3 separate regions of the Mus musculus genome follow, and all the other regions are linked to region 1. Evidence: chromatin contacts called from public HiChIP or PLAC-seq data. All regions are on one chromosome and are shown on one strand. The core of a region is the stretch at or near the end of the contact, and the rest is flanking DNA. Distances in the headings are between cores, read along the strand shown.

The links. HiChIP or PLAC-seq counts read pairs in DNA pulled down with a chosen protein or histone mark.
Region 2: a contact with region 1 is called in a FOXA1 HiChIP or PLAC-seq map of pancreatic cancer cells. The contact joins the promoter of Rbfox2 here to the promoter of Gpt in region 1. A contact is called at or near these places in 1 of 39 promoter capture datasets (neural stem cells) and 1 of 115 datasets of contacts at active chromatin or transcription factors (pancreatic cancer cells).
Region 3: a contact with region 1 is called in an HNF4G HiChIP or PLAC-seq map of pancreatic cancer cells. The contact joins the promoter of Iqank1 here to the promoter of Gpt in region 1. A contact is called at or near these places in 1 of 39 promoter capture datasets (embryonic stem cells), 2 of 115 datasets of contacts at active chromatin or transcription factors (bone marrow-derived macrophages and pancreatic cancer cells) and 1 of 9 other capture datasets (pancreatic islet).

What each region holds. Positions count from the first base shown.
Region 1 is chr15:76,695,309-76,698,377 of GRCm38.p6, forward strand. It overlaps Gpt (glutamic pyruvic transaminase, soluble), which reads left to right and starts at 1,418. Exons shown (of 11, transcript NM_182805.3): 1 at 1,418-1,711; 2 at 1,851-1,940; 3 at 2,014-2,122; 4 at 2,234-2,367; 5 at 2,532-2,775; 6 at 2,995-3,069. The coding sequence starts at 1,550.
Region 2 is chr15:77,305,340-77,308,335 of GRCm38.p6, forward strand. Rbfox2 (RNA binding protein, fox-1 homolog (C. elegans) 2) reads right to left here and starts at 1,714. Exons shown (of 14, transcript NM_053104.6): 1 at 1,025-1,714. The coding sequence starts at 1,204.
Region 3 is chr15:76,008,613-76,011,951 of GRCm38.p6, forward strand. It overlaps Iqank1 (IQ motif and ankyrin repeat containing 1), which reads left to right and starts at 1,257. Exons shown (of 14, transcript NM_001370920.1): 1 at 1,257-1,333; 2 at 2,724-2,812. The coding sequence starts at 2,728. It overlaps Fam83h (family with sequence similarity 83, member H), which reads right to left and starts at 886. Exons shown (of 5, transcript NM_001168253.1): 1 at 762-886.

The DNA.
Region 1 (3,069 bases), core at 168-2,667:
GTTTCTGGCATGAAGCCCTGATCCTGGGGCATGTCTGCCAGCTTCCGCCTGTGCTGGTATAGGTGACAAGCAGTTGGCCACTTGGGCTGTGCTGGCTAGGGACAGTGTATCAGAATGAGAGGGGCCCTTTAGGGGCCTCAAGCTAGAGGGAAGAAGGCAATTCTAGATCATGACCGTTGCATTTGTATTTGCATGGCCATCTCTACGAGGTCACATGGGCACTGACCTGGTCAGCCTGGTGTCCATCCTCAGGGCCTGTCCTTCCTCTAGCACCTGTGGTTGGAGGGTTAGTGTCCTTGGAAGGGCTTGGGGGAGGGTTGGTGATGACTGCTGGTTAAATTTAGAGTAGGGCTGTGCCGCCGCTGCCTGAAGTCCACCTGCTACCACTCCTACTTGGGCCCTGCTAGTAAGAGGCAGGCAGTGGCAGGTTCTGCCAGGGCCAAGCCTATATTAATCTGTGGTGTGTCCTGAGGGCCAGAGAAAGGCCACTGAGCTGGGAGGCTACTGTGGCATCAGAGCCAAGAGATCAGAGGTGAGTGTGTCCCCACTCCAGGGCCTCCAGGGACAGAGGGATTAAGGCTCACCTCATGCCTTCCTAGCTGCCTGCTGCCCAGCTTAGAAGTCATTCTCCCCAGCCCTTAGCCTGAGCCATGATGGGTCCAAGGGCTTAGATGACCAGGTGTTGAGCAAGTCTATAAGCTTTCTAGAAGGCCAGTGGGAGTGGGGTACTGTGGGCCTATCAGAGCTCACTTCCTGTTCTCTCTACCAATCAGGAGCAGCAGGGAAGGGGACTTAGTTACCCTTGGCCTGGGTTGTCGACCTAAGGGCACCCTCAAGCTGATGTGTATTGAAAGGGCATGAGGGCAGTCCAGGGTGAGGTGTGTCCAGAACTAGCTGTCCCGTCTCCAGTCTCTTCCCCTCCCCCTAAACCCTTGCAGTGGCTCATCAGAGACCAAGGTCCAAGCATAGCACTCTGTCAGTCCCCATGGAACCCAGAGACTACACATCTTTCTCCCTTCCCCCAGTGCTCCCCAGATTCCCAAGGCCTGGCTTAGTTACCTAGGAGACAAGTCCACTTGCTTAAAGTAAAGATGGAGTGTGTATCAGGTCTGAGGCCTAGGCTTCAGCTGGGCCTTGCTAGGGTAAATCTCCAGTAGTCCCTGGTTCTGTTCTTAATAGGCTGAGATGCTCAGTGCTCTCTTCTCCCAGTTTCCAGTGTGTCAAGTATTGAACCATCCGTCTGTCCCTACTCCCCAAGTGGGTCTCTTGCTCCCTCGTGGGGACACTAGGCGGCACTGGGCCTCGCCCCAAGCCCCGCCTGCTGCCTTACCAACTCCCTCTGGCACCCTGGGGCAGATCTGTGCCCAGCCTGATGGGGCGGGGCCCAGGGTGCTCCAGTTCCTTCAGCCTTTTCTGCCCCTTTCAGTAGGGCCAGAAGGCTGCCGTGGAGAGGGTGGTGCCTTACCTCACGCAGACTCCCCATTCCCAGCCCTGCTCCCCAACTGGACCCTTCTTCTTGAGCCAGCATTCTTGCCTGCTTTGAGCAGCCATGGCCTCACAAAGGAATGACCGGATCCAGGCTTCAAGGAATGGACTGAAGGGGAAGGTGCTAACTCTGGATACCATGAACCCATGTGTGCGGAGGGTGGAGTATGCAGTCCGAGGCCCCATCGTGCAACGTGCCTTGGAGCTGGAGCAGGAGCTGCGCCAGGTATTGCCTTGGGCCACTTACTGCCCTTCTGCTAAACTTGGGCTGCTGAGCTCGTCCCCAGCACAGTGGAATGTGGGACAAAGGCAGTAGAGTAGGGTGGTGGTGTTCAATCTCCCTGCCCGCTTCCTTTCTTTCCCAGGGTGTGAAGAAGCCTTTTACTGAGGTTATCCGTGCCAATATTGGGGATGCACAAGCCATGGGGCAGAGACCCATCACCTTCTTCCGCCAGGTTAGGCTGCTGTACTACCTGTGGTTACTCCTCCTTCCCCAGCTGCTCTGGACTCAGTACTTGGTTCTTCCAGGTCCTGGCCCTCTGTGTCTACCCCAATCTTCTGAGCAGTCCGGACTTCCCAGAGGATGCCAAGAGAAGGGCAGAACGCATCTTGCAGGCATGCGGGGGCCACAGCCTGGGTGAGTGCGAGCTCTAGGTGGAGCCCAAGCCTTAAGGAGAGGCAGAGAGGGACGAGTCCCTTGGGAAGATTACAGGACTTGGCCCACCTCATTTAGCTTGTCCCCTTTCAGGTGCCTATAGCATTAGCTCTGGAATCCAGCCGATTCGGGAGGATGTGGCGCAATATATTGAGAGGAGAGACGGAGGCATCCCTGCAGACCCGAACAACATATTTCTGTCCACAGGGGCCAGCGATGCCATCGTGGTAGGGTAGCCCAGGGCAGGGCAGGTCAAATCGGAGTAGCCCTATGTGTGAGGCTAGATGGGGCTGAGTCTGGTGCAGCAGCGTCAGCACAGGGCGGTGGTGGGGGCGGGGTGGGGTGTACAACTCTGGTTGCACTAACGCTGGGCTCCCTATCCGGCCTACAGACCATGCTCAAGCTGCTGGTAGCCGGCGAGGGCCGTGCGCGAACCGGTGTACTCATTCCCATTCCTCAGTACCCACTGTACTCAGCTGCGCTGGCTGAGCTGGACGCCGTGCAAGTGGACTACTACCTGGACGAAGAGCGCGCCTGGGCTCTTGACATCGCTGAGCTGCGGCGCGCTCTGTGCCAGGCACGTGACCGCTGCTGCCCTCGAGTACTATGCGTCATCAACCCCGGCAACCCCACGGGTAAACCTATCAGCTCCGCCCCCTGCAGTTTCACTCTTTTTACCCCCCCCCCCCCGCTAGCTCCGCCTCACTGGGCTCCTCCTTCCAGCCCCGCCTCTTCCTCCAGAACCTGCCCTTGCTCTCCAACCCCAAGCGCCTGGGCTGAGCACTCTTGGGCTTGGTTCTCTGTTGCCCGCGGGCGGCTGACTTTCCAGTCAGTGATGCATCTTCACACTCCAGGGCAGGTGCAGACCCGTGAATGCATCGAGGCCGTAATCCGCTTTGCTTTCGAAGAGGGACTCTTCCTGATGGCTG
Region 2 (2,996 bases), core at 464-2,963, 610 kb after region 1:
AACTTGAACACACCCTCCCCCCCCCCAAAAAAAAAGATACAAAGTATTGACTCAATGCACATTAAGCCATTCTGCATAACTCTTCCGAGTACATTAGACTGAGAACTCCTGGTGGAAAAGATGATGGCGTTTCTGGTCCCTTCCATCTCTAACATTCTACGATTCTAAAAGAATTAGAAAGCATCCCGTTGCTGCTGTGAGCCTCTCCATTTCGTAGCCAATATTTTCTAAACAGAGAGCAAATCCTAAAGCCCTTAAGGATGCATTACCTTCTTCAAACTAAGTACTAACCGCCTGTATCAATATCTTTGTCATTTCCCACCCTCAACAATCAAGCTAACACTGGAGGCCACAACTCAGAAACCAGTCTCCTAACAGCCCTATAAATTTTCTTTTCTACCTCAGGATACTAAGGAGTTTACTCCGCATCCTACGAACGTAGGATGCAATGGGTAAAGCACAGGCGGGATCTGCCTGGTGTCTCTCTCCAGACTTAATAACATGCTGCACAAAACTGAGACAGAGCATCACACTACCAAACTCCGCGGACTTCTCAAGACTGCTCGAGTAACTGATTGAACCCACAAGCTAAGCCACATCCCCTTTCGGGCTCGCTCTCTCTCCAGGAGTTGGCTGGCTTTTCAGTCTGTTCTCCACATGCCGTTCCCCCTTTCCTCATCCCAGTGTAAACCAAAAGGCGCCCTTCTTCTCCGGAGCTTTCCCACCACCAGCTTCCCTCGCTCTCAGCTCGGCCCAACAGCTCTCCTCTGGACAAATCGACCCAAGAACCCTCAACTTCTCAACAAACTGAGCACAGGCTTAAGAAATGGACTGCATCCCGATCCTGTTCAATCCCAACTCCAAAAGGAAAAAAAAAAAAATCCCACTCCCTCGCGCTGCCTCCGGGGCCCCTCCAGCCCCTGCACCCGGCCCCAAGCCCACTCTCCAGCCAGGCCCACCCGGCGCCCGGAGGCCCGAGCCCGCCGCGGCCCTCCGTAACCGGGCGCCCGTCCCGCGCGGTCACCTGCATCCCGCCGTCGGCCGCCTCCTCTGTGCGTGGCCGCTTGCTCAGGCCGGGCTCGGGTCCGTCTGCCCCCGCTCCGGGCACCGGCAACTCCACCTCCGACTCCCGCTTCATGCCCCGGGCGGCAGCGCCGGGCCCGAGCTGAGGCGGCTGCTGCTGCGCCTGGCCGCCTTCCGCCATCCGCCCGCGCCCCCTTCGCCACCGGGAGCCGGGCGACCCGCGACAGGCCACCTCCCCCTGGGCCTCGGTGCCGACAGTCGCGACAGGCGGGCGCGCGCCGGCCCCGCCCCCCGCGTGCGTGTGTGCGTGCGCGTCGGTCCGGAGCCCGGCTTCGGCTTCGGCTTCACTACCGCTCCGACTCAGGTTATGGCTCCGGCTTCGGCTTCGGCCCCGGCTCCGGCTTCTGCTCCGGCTTCGCGCCGGCCGCTCGCTCGCTCTCTCACTCGCACGCGCGTGCGCCGATCCCTCGGTCCCTTGGTCCTTCAGTCCCGCGCTCCCTCACCACTCGCCAGCCGTGCGGGGAAGGGGACGGCCTGGGCTCCCAGCTTGGGGAGGGCTGTTTATTTGGGAGGAGGAGGAGCGCGAGGCCGCAGCGAGCTGACTGGTCGGGATCCTCCGTCCCGCCACTGTGGCAGCGCCGGGAAGGCGGGGAGAGAGAAAGGAGAGAAGGAGGGAGGAACCTGGATGTGTGGGACTCGGGCCGCCCGCGCGAGAGGAGGCTGTAGTGAGGGGGCGTGGCTACGCCCCTCGGCAATCTCCGTCGCCTCCGCGCGGGCCGCCCGCGGGAGGCCGGGAAGGACTCGGAAAAGCTCGGGAAGCTCGGGGATGCTCTGGGAAGCATGGAGAGAGAAGGGGCCGCCTCTTTTAAGGCGGTGGCCGGGGGGCGGAGCTTGAAGGGCAGGAGTTCGGGGGAGCAACTTGGACTAGTTGCACTAGTGAGAAGTGATGACCTGATCTCTCTCATCTGGCTTCCTGGGATTTAGGGAAGCAGAGGGGCGCTCTGCGAGAGGAAGGTCCCTTTGCCTCCTTCCTCTCCAGCCCAAGACCTGGGAAGTCCAGGAGTGATGGCTCCCATATAAACTTTTCTGAGAAATGGTGCTATGAAGCGAATAATTGCATCTCTAATGATGTCAATATTTCTGATGTTGCCAGGCATGGCGGTGGTGCACACCTTTAGTCCTAGGAAGTAGGAAGCAAAGACAGGAGTATCTCTGAGTTCGAAGCCAACCTGGTCTATCTGCATAGTGAGTTCCAGGATAGCCCTACACAGAAAAACTGTCTCTAATAATAGTAATAAATAACGCCTGGTGTTTTTTTAAGAGCTTTACGTTTACATAGGGCATTTACGGAACCATTTTGAGCCTGACAGTAGAAAACATGGTTTTAATCCAATGGATGGACCTGAATTTGTTCAAGTCCTGAAGCAGAAATATGTGGCCAGTCAAGATGGCAATCTCTTGGTTTTACTCCTTGCTGCCTGAATAGCCCTTCCTAGCTTATCAGCTTTGTGCAGTTAGGTCTGTCCGGTAGGTTTTCTCCACCTGATTGTAAATAGAAACTGCTTCTGCCTCTCAGGGTTCCATACTGTGACATGGAAAGGGATATTGTGCAATAACCTAGCTTCTAGCCTTACCCTTGCTTGCTACTTTAAACAAGTGAGTTTTTCTCTTTGGATCCCAACTGCAGTATCTGAAATAATCCTTTGGATCAGTGGTTCCCAGCCAAGAAAAAGTTTCAGACCCTTTCAGCATCTCCCACTTCCGTATTTGTCATATGGTAAATTTTGTTCTTCACAAATGGAGACTATACTGGCATTTACTGAATAGAAGCTTTGAATGTTATTCAGAACTCTACAGTGCAGAGAACAATCCCTGCAAGAGAGACTTGTCCAAACCAGAATGCCAATAGTTCAGAGATTGAGAAACCCCAGGTCAGGTGATGTCTAAGGTTACTTGCAACCAGTCTGTGACTT
Region 3 (3,339 bases), core at 7-2,506, 690 kb before region 1:
CCTATCCCACCCAAACCAGTGACTCAGCAGGAATTTTTTGTTCCTGACCTCCTACCTGAAGCTAGCCCCAGGCCCTTCACCACAAGTAGGGCAAGAAAATGACCCTTTCCTCTCCTGTCTGGCAGGAGGTAGTAGTGTTCCTGGGTCTGGAAGGGGGATCCATGGTTGAGGACCTTAGGCTACTACACAAAGAGGATGACAGGATGATTGTGATCAAGAAGGATTGGGGTTGTGGGGGACAAGAAGAACCTAGGAAGACCGGAAGTCGATGAATTATACAGCTTTCAGGTTAGGCACTGCAAGGCCCAAAGGTGTTACTGTACCCCAGGAAGTTAGCGGCTACCCAGGCCAGGTATCTTATCTGCCGATCCAGTCCAGGGATATGAGATCAGGAGTTAGGAGAGTCCAGTTTTCCCTGCCTTCCACACAAGGACCCAGCCCTAGACACCCCGGTTCATGGCGGCTCGGGGAGAGGCTCCGGGAAAGGTACAGGTCATGTCCTGACAATACCTAGGCCGCCAGAGCGAATCGCACTGTTCAGTCTCCTACTTGCCAGCGTGACCCTGGAAAATCCCTCACCCAGTGCCCCGGAGCGCAGTCTCCCTGTCTCCCACCCAGTCCCAAAGCACGCGCTCACTGCACCGCCCGGCCCAGGTCCAGAGACCAGACCCAGGTGGCACCGCGCGGAGGCCCGAGCCTCCCGTCCCGTGTGCCTCGCCCCGCCGTGCTGTGCCCGGCCCGCTCCGGGGCGGGAGCCCTACCTGGCCAGGTGAGCGGGGTTTCGGCACAGGGGCAGCAGGAGCCCACCGCCGCCCAGCGGCCTCGCGGTCCCGTCCGTCCGACAGCCACTCCCCGCCGCGGCCCGCCCGCCCGTTCGGCCTGATTCACGCGCCCGCCCCCGCCCCGCCCGCGCTCTGCCTCCTGCCTGTCCGGGCAGCACCTGGGCGGGGCGGCCCCACCCCGACGCGCCCGCATTCCTGCGCCCTCCGCGCCCCGGACCCCGGCCGCGATCCCGGGTTCCCAGTGTGGCTTCACTGGCGCCCCCAGCCCACACCCCAACCCCGACCCCTGAGCGCTCTGGTGGAGCCCCAGAGCTGCGCTCCGGACCCTGGCCAGCGCCGCTCCGGATTTCTAGAGCCTCGTCTTTCCGGACACTGAAGCCCCTTGAACCTATTTGAAAACCGATCGCTCAAAGCCCCTACTGCCGACCCCTGACCCTCGCCCCGGAAGTTGGGGTAACTCGGAAGTTCCGGCTTAGTCGCTAGGAAACTGGCCAGCTCGACGCGAGGGGCGGAGCTTCTGGCCTCTGTGTTGCGAGAGGCAGGTGAGGCAGGTGAGGTCTCAGACGGGGGGGGGGGGGGGGGGTGTTTGGGTACCCATCTCACTCAAGTGACCGCCCTACCGTTCGCAGACACACCTCTAGTTTCCCCAGTCCACTCCCCGCAGGCTCATCTTCGCGCATGAGACCGACAGCATAGGAACTCCACGGACCTCCCCACTCATTTGCCCAACCATAAAGGTTCCTGCGCACTCACCCGTACCCATGGGACCCCTCAGGCACAAGGGAATCTGGAGTGATCCGCCAGCAGAAGCCCCTCTGCCACACAGAATCCCGCAAACCAATCGTACCCCCCAAGTCCCCATCTCACATGAGGATCACTCTCTAAACTGCTCCAACAGTGTCGGTCCTGGCACCCACTGATCCTTTCCTGTGCAAACCAACTGAAGACACAAAGGTCCCGTCTTAATACATGCACATTAAAAGAGGCTGCACCCAAGATGCTGCAAGTACTGGATCCTCTACAGACAGGGAACCTCATGGTTGTATCGACCCCAACACATCACCCGTACACCTAAGGACTTAGTTCCTCCTAGAGCCCTAATCTACCCAGCCCTCCCTCCAACCCACTCCTCTACGCATGCCGTGCCCTGAACTCAGTCACATGTCCAAGCCAGCTTCCTACCTACCACTTCTCCTGTCCTAGATTCTCAGTGTCTGCCACCTGCCTGAACATTGTCCGTAAGACAGCTTACTTTCAGTCACTTTCTGGTCCTACTTTTAGGATAACATTTCATTAACTCCATCCCCAAATGCACTCTGGAGCCCTGCGGCCCCAGCCTAGTGGGTACATAAGTGTATGGAGTCAGCGATTGCACTACCCGCTTTCCTATTCATTGGCCCTGTGAGGGGTTCTAGGGCACTGGAAGACCCTACTAAAACAGGAGCGGAAAGTTCTTCCAAGAGGAGTGAATGGGGGGCCTGCCTTGTATACTAGGGAGAAGGGCATTGCTTCCAGAACCAGACAGCAGAGATTCCCAAGGCCAAGAAGGAAGAGGGTTTGCGGGTGGGGAGGGGCTGTGTTCAGCAGACCCACGTTGGCAGTAGTTGAAAGCAAGTCCGCAGAGCTCAGGCTGTTGAGCTTCTAGCCCAGCGATTTAGAGGATGGTGTTAGAACACAGAAGGACAGGCAGATCCAGAATTGTAGAGGACGGGGGTACCAGCATAAAGGGACACATCCTCTTGCTAGGTATCCTTCCTCGAGCTACTGGGCACATCCTTAGACCACCAGGGGCGGGCAGGTGGACCAAGAAGCTGGCTGGGGGACATGCTGGAGGTCTATGCTCCTGCTGCATGTTCATCCAGGGCCGGGGCAGTATTCCCACTGCCTTGTTCGCTGCCCTCCTGAATGTACCATCCCTGGACTTTTCCTTCCCACCCCCAGGAGAATGAGCACTAAGAAGGGGGGGCCCAAAGCTGCATCAGGGAAGGGGCAGGCGCTCCTCCCTGGGTCCAAGCTTCGAGCTACTGCTGGTGAGTGCCCCCTCTGACCTCCAGGGCACTACCCCAACACTGACCACGAGACCACTAGGCACACAGAAACCCTTTCTCTCCAAGTGGTTTCCAAGAGATCTTTCAGTTGGGCGTGGAATGATAGATTTGTGACTCAAAGCTCAGATGTCCACTGCACCCCGAACTTCTAGAGCTGGAGAAGGGGTGTGGGTACAGTGCTCAGGAGGGTACAGTGTTAGGGTAAGGAGGAGATTGGAGGGGCAGATAGCTTAAAAAAAATATCGAAGCAGGTCGTTGGTGACGCACACTGCCACCAGCACTCAGGAGGCAGAGGCAGGCGGATCTCTGAGTCTGAGGCCAGCCTGGTCTACAGAGTGAGTTCCAGGACAGCCAGGGTTACACAGAGAAACCCTGTCTGGAAACGACAACAACAGCAACAAAGCAATATTGAGAAAAAGCAGGCCTTGATTCTGAGTTGGGAATCTTCATGCTAAGTGGTTGTCTATTCACCATCCCACAGTCCTGCCTTCCCCTTCAGACTGTTTGTC